Regions from separate parts of the Oncorhynchus mykiss genome. Here region 1 is linked to region 2. Evidence: chromatin contacts called from public Hi-C data. All regions are on one chromosome and are shown on one strand. Each heading gives the region's core, a stretch centred on a gene start, on an enhancer-like site or on the middle of the called end of the contact. The rest is flanking DNA. Distances are from core to core; before and after follow the strand shown. Region 1 holds the start of LOC110529451 (ribonucleoside-diphosphate reductase subunit M2). Region 2 has its middle 3.2 kb from the start of LOC110529447.

What was found. Hi-C and Micro-C count contacts between places; a contact is called where the count stands out from the background.
Region 1: a contact with region 2 is called in a Hi-C map of liver, with 4 times the contacts expected there. The contact joins the promoter of LOC110529451 here to the enhancer-like site in region 2. A contact is called at or near these places in 2 of 3 Hi-C or Micro-C datasets (blood and liver).

Annotation. Positions count from the first base shown.
Region 1 is chr8:14,696,093-14,701,317 of USDA_OmykA_1.1, reverse strand. It overlaps LOC110529451 (ribonucleoside-diphosphate reductase subunit M2), which reads right to left and starts at 2,951. Exons shown (of 10, transcript XM_021611622.2): 1 at 2,688-2,951; 2 at 2,404-2,475. The coding sequence starts at 2,780. It overlaps LOC110529450 (Krueppel-like factor 11), which reads right to left. Exons shown (of 3, transcript XM_036984833.1): 3 at 5,197-5,225.
Region 2 is chr8:14,628,086-14,632,767 of USDA_OmykA_1.1, reverse strand. No RefSeq gene overlaps it. Among protein-coding and RNA genes, the nearest start is that of LOC110529447, 3.2 kb to the left of the region's middle. Within about 2 kb of position 1,992, at least 7 of the 11 cell types and tissues checked have an H3K27ac peak or open chromatin away from gene starts, as enhancers often do. A contact at or near this core is called in liver, where this site is marked.

The DNA of each region.
Region 1 (5,225 bases), core at 1,702-4,201, 68 kb before region 2:
CGTCTCAAAGCAGGAGGCAAGATAGCATTGGCAATGACCAAAAACAATAAATAATATCAGGCCAAATGTCAATAGAATTCTGGAGTCAGGCCATCTGGTCCAGGAGATTTACTTATAGGCATTTGTTTAATGGCTTGGTCCAACTCCGTAATATCTATATCAGAATCAGTTTCTTAAACCGCACTTCTATAGGCTTAACTGAATCATAAAAAGAATCAGTCACCTTCTGAAAGATGAGATTGATAGTGAACTGTAGAAAGGGTGCATTTTCTTAATTTCAAGTTAACAGCATTTCATCAATTATGTAATAACACTATTCCTAGTCTGCAAATGAAAGAAATAGGGTGTTATTCCCACCCTTTTCAATCTATTTGGCTTTTGAACAGATGAAAGCACCCCGTTCCTTATCATTGTATGTGTCGTCCAGTTCACATCGGCATTTAGCAAGCTCTGCTTTTCCACCTTCATTTAAAATTAAGTTTATTGCTCAGCCTGTTAATATCTATATTCTTCTGCGTGGAGAATCTCTTCCAAACTAGCATTTTAGTGAGTAGTGATGGCAAGTTGAATTCTGAATTTAACACATTTCCCATCAGAAGAGCAGAATTGAGATAGGTCTCTGTTAAGAGCTTTAGACTAAACAAAACTCATTCTTTAAAAAGGAAATAGTTAAATTCCCAGTGTGCTTTAGAAAATAGTTACTATCAAAAAAAAAAAAAAAGTAACAGTAGTCTGTCAGAGAAGCTGAAGAAATACTACATTCACTGACAAGATTCGTAAGATTGTAAGAATCCTTAGATGTGTTTATTGGGTGTCTTGAAATGTTTGTGCTTCTAGTTCCGACTGGGCAGCAACAACATCTGCTAACCATGTGTATGTGACCAATAAAATTTGAGATGCCAACCAATAATCAATTCTAGATTTTAATCGTCTGTTACTAGTTGTAGAGTTAAACCAAGGTTGTTTTGAAGTTAGATTCTAAGAACGCCAAATATCGGAATGTCAGAGCAGAAAGGTCTTAAGTTAAAACAATGGGCAGAATGCCTGGTGGGATACCAATTCATTCAGTCATCAGGAGCAACAGTCACCTCCAACCATAATGTTATCTGTAGAATATTTGTTTTTCAACTCAAGACTTTCACCCCATTGCGAAGTCCAACATTTTAAGTCGCATCTGGGGAATGTGTCTCTTGAAAAAAAACTACGAAACTGGACTTTAAATGTTGCATAATACAGTATCCGAGTAAGAGTTGTCTTGTCTAGAATAAACAGGGACGACCATAAAGGGAAATAAATGGTTAAGTCGTGTAATAACATGAATAGTTTAGATCTTCAAATGGGCTCAAACTTAAAATAAATCTCTGAAAATAAAGGGTTTCACATACATATCGATATTGAAACAAAATGAAACTGATCTTAGTATGCCATCAAATGAGAAACAAAACACATTTAGTGCTTACCTTGATTAATGTTCACATCCAAAATTCGCCAATACAAACAGCATGGCCCTATGCAATATCACCTATATGCGGTGTTTAGATAAACGATTACGCGAATAAACTCACTAGTTGAAACGGTATTAAGATGCATTAACCTACTGTATAAGCAGGCCAACTCAAAGCATTAACCAGTCAGTCACGTAGCCCCACCCTGTGGCCGTTAATGACAGCAAACCCCCCGCGTCTCTTGTCAGGGCACCAACTTTCTCCTTCAACAGGTTTACATCAGTGATCCTTTAATGCATGCTGCATTCAACTCTGTAGTTTTGGAAACGTTTGCAATTGAGGGTATTTTTTTTTTAGTCCTCTCAAAGGCATTCAGTCGAATAGCTTGTTCGTTAAATTTCCACCTCGGCTAATGTTACTAGCTAGCCTTGGCTGAACTTGCTTGAAGTATAACGTTAAGTGGAAACCACCAGACTAATAAAAAAAAATGTTTCAAAGACTACAAACAAGTACTTTTAACTGTTCGTCGTCAAACTCAAATTAGGGCTTGAATTCAATTTAAATTTCAGGATCTCAGTTTAATGCGACCACTCACTCCGCCATCTTGTCACACCCCGCCAAGACAAAGGCTGTCGTAACATGGATTGAGTGGAAGGCTACTAGCTAGCCTTATGAACAGCGAGCAGCCAACTTGTGTAACTAGTCATGCAAAAGCGGAGCTATTTAAAACATTGCTTGAATACTTACGTTTAGATAGCTAGGCGCATACTGTAATCATGACTTGATGGCTCACCAGCTTAACGTCAACTAGCTAGGATTAGAAACACTTGGCGCCAAATGACTACCTCAAGATCAACTTCTAGCGAATTACCAGGCTAATTACATAACTCATGAAACTGTAAAATTGTCGCTTTTCATAAACTTGTTTGAACACTAAGCAAAAGTATTGTTCACTCACCTCAGAGTCATCAGCAAAGATTTTGCGCGCGGTTCTTGAGGCCAGAATCCGGGTAGTGTTCAGGCTAGGAGGCTGCATGAGGAAACATTTAAAAAAGGAGATTCCGTGACACATTAACTTAACTAGTTAACTAGAACCTTGCTTCCTTTAGATTCAATTAAATAATGTGCTAGAGACAGACATGACCATTAGACTTGACAGAACGTTAACTAACCAGTTGAGGTCACACTCACTGACAAACTGCTTAAAATAAAGTTAACGTTATGTCCGTAGTTCAAACGTACCGTGTTTTCTTTGTCAACCAGCGAAATGTTGTCCATTTGAGTGGTGATTGCATTGGTGTTCTTCTTAGAGAGTGGTGAGCGAGTTGTAAGCATTTTGAATGACAGATAGGCGATACAACAGGAGAAATTAAATTTCTGTAAAATTGCAGGGGGAAAATAAAATGTAATGTTTCCCTATGTATTCACAAACATATGCAGTACAACAAGCGTATAGAGTTCTCCTGACAAATCAATGCCGCAACTGCATTACAACGTTTGGAGTTCCCTATTTATTGAAATTCTGGCGGTGGAATCCGAGCAGCCAATAGAAACAAAGTTAATGGTCGGTATTTTCATTTCCGGTGTGGCGGAGCCAATCAGATTGCAATTCTCTCACGTGTCACTTCAACGATTGCGGGAAAAGTCTAAGCTTTTTTTGATGGTTATAAAACCGTGAAAGGAAGGAGTTACACAATGTCAAAAAAAAGGCGCGCGAATGTGAGACAATAGAGCTAGCACACTTTGTAACAACGGGTTAAAACGTTGGAAATACCAAATATAATGTCATATATAAAGTTCGAAATGAGTAGAAAAAATGCAACGGGGTTAAGCAAGTTTAGCTACTATAGCAAGCTGGATGAATAGCTAATGTCAACAAGATTCGACGGATTTATTTGACGAACAAGCAGTATAAAATGTAACTGCAGTCAAAAGGATTTTATAACTTGCTTGAAACTGTGGTTAAGTTGCCATTATAGAAAAGGCCTGCAAACAAATTGTGTTTATCTGCTATTACGGGTGCAATCCATTCTGTTGATGTGGCCAGCTGGCTTGTTTAGCTAATCCTACTCAACAAATACAATGTAGTTTAACGTTTAAATGGCTCACGATATCTATATTTGTTTACATTATACACAGACAAAGGCCAACTTTCATACCCAAGTTACTATTTTCCTGATATTTAAGCAGAAAGACCAATTTAGCCAACCTGGTCTCGGAGCATTTCGTATTAATTTGTGGATGTCTATCACACATTTCGTATGGATTGGCTGGACCGTAATCTTACTTTCATTTTAGCTAAAGCTGTTTAATGTAGTTGCAGAGGGGCATGATACCATTTTGAAATAAATAATGCTACCTGGATGAAACAGTAGTTTTACATTATTCTGGTGTGATTCAAGTCATGTTGGTATTTTTTTATTTTGGCCAATCAAATTTGTGATGACAATCCACTGTTTTGTTACGTGCTGCTGGACACAAAGTCAAAAGGAGACAAAAGACGGTCAAAACAATGAAGTTGGCCCCATCGGAGGTAAGGTTGCACTGAAAAGTAGGACAAAGAGTAGTTATTTGCCTTACCAGTGCTACTCTTTACTATACATATCTACATTGTCTCTCCATATACGGATGAACCATTTCCTCCGAACATAATGGGCACTGTTTATACGGAATATTATAAATGTTTGGCTGTGTGACAAACTTCCCAATGCGGATGCTTGCGAGATACAATTAAAACAAAACCATTGTAATATATAAATGGCGCAACGGAATACATTAATCGACGGCCATGTCATTGGCGCAGTTGTGGGTTAACTGCCTTGCTCATGGGTAGAAAATAATATTTATTTCCTAGGGATTTGAACCAGTGATCTTTCAGTTACTGGCCCAACCGCTAGGCTATCTGCCGTTTGCCTAACCTCAGTCACCTCCTATGCAGAAGGCTGTGGGCCAACCATCCTGCATGAACAAAAGGGAACGTGTGAATGCTACCTTGTCCTCTCACAGACGCATCTGGTCAGCGTGGGTGATGTGGTATTTACAATGGTTATTTTGCAAGTTATCTAACCTGTCTAATTCATTCAATATATCATTCATACGGTTACAAATTATTTGTTATTTTATTAATAAAACATACTCAACGTGGGCAAATATGATTAAGCTTTTTGGTCATTATGTCACTTTGCCAATAGGAAAAAATGATTAAGTACAGGATGAAATAGTAATATATTTAGAATTATATTGCAAAAGCTTGACAAAAAGTGCTACGTTTAGGTGTGATATGATGGTGTGTGTCTATAAACTTACGAACTGGAAAGCTGAAAAAAAAAAATATATATCTTTACTCACAGAAATTGTACTTTATTTTATTTTCACTGAGTGGCGTTGTTGTCCTATATTTTAGTGGAGCGCTTACGTGGACTGTCGTTCTGTAAAACAAATGGGCGGGTACCGTGTTAGCCAGTTAAAATCCTCTGATCGTTTCAGCTGAACGGTCGTCTCCAATTGGTCGCGCCCCTCTTGGCGCTGTAAAATACTGCAATTTAATTAGTGGAACGTTGTTACTGGGTGGAGTGGAGAGACGGGTATTCGAAATCAAAGGGGATCGAGTGCGATTGTGAAACAACACGTAATATTGTTGTCAACACTGCTGAGATCTTAGAATTAGGAATTTAATAGGATCTCTATGGGTGAGATTGAGAAATAGCGTTTGGTCATATGTTATTGAGAAAATATAGACCATACAACCAAGATTAGTCATGTATTTTATTATGAAAAAAA
Region 2 (4,682 bases), core at 743-3,242:
CTGTACTCAGTACTTTGTTGAAGCACCTTTGGCAGTGATTAGAGCCATGAGTATTCTTGGGTATGACACTACAAGCTTGGCACGCCTGTATTTGGGGAGCTTCTTCCTTGCAGATCCGCGCTCAAGCTCATTCAGGTGAGATGGGGAGCGTCGTTGCACAGCTATTTTCAGGTCTCTCCAGAGATGTTAGATCGGGTTCAAGTCCAGGCTCTGGCTGGCCCACTCAAGGACATTCAGAGAATTGTCCCGAAGCCACTCCTGCATTGTCTTGGCTGTGTGCCTTGGGTCGTTGTCAAGTTGGAAGGGGAACCGTCGCCCAATCTGAGGTCCTGAGCGCTCTGGAGCAGGGTCTCATCAAGGATCTCGCTGTACTCTGCTCCGCTCATCTTTCCCTCAAACCTCCCAGTCCCTGCGTCTGAAAAACATCCCCACAGCATGATGCTGCCATCACCTTGCTTCACCGTGGGGATCGTGCCAAGTTTCCTCCAGACGTGATGCTTGGCATTCAGGCCAAAGAGTTACATTTTGGTTTCATCTGACCAGAGAATCTTGTTTTTCATGGCCTGAGAGTCCTTTAGGTGCCTTTTGGCAAACACCAAGCGGGCTGTCATGTGCATTTTACTGAGGAGAGGCTTCTGTCTTGCCACTACCATAAAGGCTTGATTTGGCAGTGTGCTGCAGAGATGGATGTCCTTCTGGAAGGTTCTCCCATCTCCATAGAGGAACTCCAGAGCTCTGTCAGAGTGACCATCGGGTTCTTGGTCACCTCCCTGACCATGGTCCTTCTACCCCAATTGCTCAGTTTGGCCGGGCGGCCAGCTCTAGGAAGAGTGTTGTTGGTTCCGAACTTCTTCCATTTAAGAATGATGGAGGCTACTGTGTTCTTGAGGACCTTCAATGCCGCAGACATTTTTTGTACCGCTCCCCAGATCTCTGCCTCGACCACATCCTGAGCTCTATGGACAATTCCTTCGACCTCGTGGCTCGGTTTTTGCTCTGACATGCACTGTCAAGTGTGGGACCTTATATAGACAGGTGTGTGCCTTTACAGATCATGTCCAATCAATTGAATTTACTACAGGTTGACTCCAATCAAGTTGTAGAAACAGCTCAAGGATGATCAATGGAAACAGGATGCATCTGAGCTCAATTTTTAGTCTTATAGCAAAGGGTCTGAATACTTATGTAAATAATAAGGTATCCAAATTTCTAAAAAAAAACTGTTTTTCTCTTTGACATTATGTGGTGTTGTGTAGATTGAGCATTATTATTATTTTTTAAATACATTTTAGAATAAGGCTGTAATGTAACAAAATGTGGAAAAAGTCAAGGGGTCTGAATGTCAGAATGCACTGTACCTGATGATATGTGGCTGCCGTGTGAAACAATGAATGGCTATTTCTCTAATTCATTGATGATACTTAAGTTGTAACTGGTTCTGTTGTGCTCAACTTTTACATTTGATAGTCTACGTTTGGAACAGTGCTAAAGTTGTCTCTCTTCTTTTTTAACAATAGCCTGAAAAATAAATCAAAACGTCTCTGGTGCTGCAGCATGTGCTCATTCGTTGTCATGCTTTGTGGTATTCTAAAAGTTTCTGCTCGTCTCCAGTCATGTAAAAGGACCTAGAATTGCATGACATGCATTTATAAAAATGCATTTTTTTCAAGGACCGGCAAAAATAAGTTGATTGATTCAGGCAGTGCTAACCTTCTGGCTACTTCATTTTGTAAGCATTGCATGGCAAAGAACAGTTTCTAAAACTTTTATTGGTCCTAGGAGTGAGTGTAAACGGTAGATATGTTTTGTGCAATCCACTTTGTTTTAATTCTTATTTTGGGTATGGGAGAGGGTCGGGTACAAATATGTTACATTTGGGAGGAACATTCATTTCAGAGATCCGATTGTCTGCAGGTATCCCTCATTATAAATAATATTCAGTCCCTATGCGACACATGGTCAAATCTGCCATTGAATTCTTAAGTTTTGTTTTAGCCCAAAGACCGGCAGATGGAGAGAGTCGTCTCATTTTACCGTCCAAAGGGAATCCATGTAGTCGGCTATACACGCCTATTCCCCGTGGTCCGGTTCGTACAAAAAAACATTCATGGTGGTGGAAAATGTTGTTTCATAAAGAATGTATGCATATTTTCCTGTTTTTTCGCCTTTGCAGTTTGAATTGAATGTTTTATGTACAAACCGGTCCATATATTTGGATGGTAAAATGAAATGACTCAAAATCGCCATCTGTCGGCTTATGGGTTAGCTTCATATTCGCTGCTAATAAATGGGCAAGAGCCCAGTGAAAAATCTGCGTTTGAAAAGCGTTGTTTTGCATGCAATTATTAAAACGTTCAATCACACCTGTGGCAGAGAGGCTTAAAAAACATGCGGCCAGTTGGGCTGTAACGGCAAGGTTAGACACAACAAGATAATATATATTTTCTGGCGAATCTAAAAGTGGTGAAAATTCTATAAGAAGTTATACTGTATAACCTACCGTTTATTCCTCGTCCATTTTCACACACTTTAGTTTGTTTCACTTCAGAAATTAACACATCGGTTTGTTGTTGTAGAACAGGAACTTCCTGTGTGTGTTACCAATAAATCCATCCGTCAGGAAACAACATTATTTTAGTGTGCAACACAAGCATACAATTTATTGCCAAAAGGTTTTTAACATAAATGTTTTTATTTCGAAATTGTATAGACAGGTGTCTATACAGGTATTGTACAGGTATTGTATAGACAACGCTATATCTGAACTACAGAGGAATAAAGCTACAGATATTCAATATCAGAAATGTGTTTTAGCCAGTACTCATTGAGGTGGATTGCACTTGTAGTCCAATGTCTGATGTTTCCCTATAGAGGGCAACATTGACTGGCGCAGAATGAGAGCCCAGTGTACTGTTGTAGCTTGTAAGAATGTACTTTTTAGTCATTTAGCAGACTGTTTTATACAATTATGGTTAAGTGCCTTGCTGAATGACACATAAACAGATCTTTCACCTATCACCTGAGTCATCCATTACAGTAATTGCTATCCTTGTCCATACCCCACGCCTCAGCTCTGTAATCTACCCTGCTTTACTTGATTTTTTGTCATAAACTATTTCTGGTGGTGGTGTGTGTGACAGGTTTGGAGTTAGCACCATGTAAACCGCAATAAAGATGAAGAGAGGGTGTGTAGGTAGATTCATTGTTTGGTAAATCCATTTGTAAGCATGAGTTTAGCTTGAGTCAAACATTCATTCAGTGAAGCGTTATCTTTTTAGGATAATTAGAATTCTTCTTACTCCATTTAATCATGCCAAGGTCTATACATAGGACCCATATGCCCCTGAATACTTAATACTGTATCTATGACATTCTAGAAAGTTGAAAAAACAACATTTGGAGGGTGTTTTTTTGTGCTTTGTTCTGTTTCTACAGACACAGAGTCTGCGTCCCAAATGGCACCCTATTCCCTATATAGCCAGCAGCATACCACCCTGCATCCCACTGCTGGCTTGCCTCTGAAGCTAAACAGGGTTGCTCTTGGTTGGTCCCTGGATGGGAGACCAGATTCTGCTGGAAGTGATGTTGGAGGGCCAATACACACACTTTTACATTTTTTAATTTGTTTATTTAACCAGGTAGGCCAGTTGAGAACAAGTTCTCATTTACAACTGCAACCTGGCCAAGATAAAGCAAAGCAGTGCGGCAAAAACAACAACACAGAGTTACACAAAAACAAACGTACAGTCAACAACAACACAGAGTTACACATAAACAAACGCACAGTCAATAGTATAATATAAAAAATATATGTACAGTGTGTGCAAATGTAGAAGAGTAGGCAATAAATATACCATATAGGCGAAATAATTACAATTTAGCATTAACACTGGAGTGATAGATGTGCAGATGATGATGTGCAAGTAGAGATACTGGGGTGCAAAAGAGCAATAAGATAAATAACAATATGGAGATGAGGTAGTTGGGTGTGCTATTTACAGATTAGCTGTGTACAGGTACAGTGATCGGTAAGCTTCTCTGACAGCTGATGCTTAAAGTTGAGAGGGAGATATGTCTCCAGCTTCAGTGATTTTTGCAATTCGTTCCAGTCATTGGCAGCAGAGAACTGGAAGGAAAGGCGGCCAAAGGAAGTGTTGGCTTTGGGGATGACCAGTGAACTATACCTGCTGCAGCGCGTGCTACGGGTGGGTGTTGCTATGGTGACCAGTGAGCTAAGGCGGGGCTTTACCCAGCAAAGACTTGTAGATGACCTGGAGCCAGTGGGTTTTGGCAACGAATATGTAGCGAGGTCCAACCAACGAGAGCATACAGGTCGCAGTGGTGGGTAGTATATGGGGCTTTGGTGACAAAACGGATGGCACTGTGATAGACTACATCCAGTTGCTGAGTAGAGTTTTGGGAGCTATTTTGTAAATGACATCGCCAAAGTCAAGTATCGGTAGGTTTGTCAGTTTTACAAGGGTATGTTTGTCAGCATGAGTGAAGGAGGCTTTGTTGCGAAATAGGAAGCAGATTCTAGATTTAATTTTGGATTGGAGATGCTTAATGCGAATCTGGAAGGAGAATTTACAGTCTAACCAGACACCTAGGTATTTGTAGTTGTCCACATATTCTAAGTTAGAACCGTCCAGAGTAGTGATGCTAGTCGGGCAGGCGGGTGC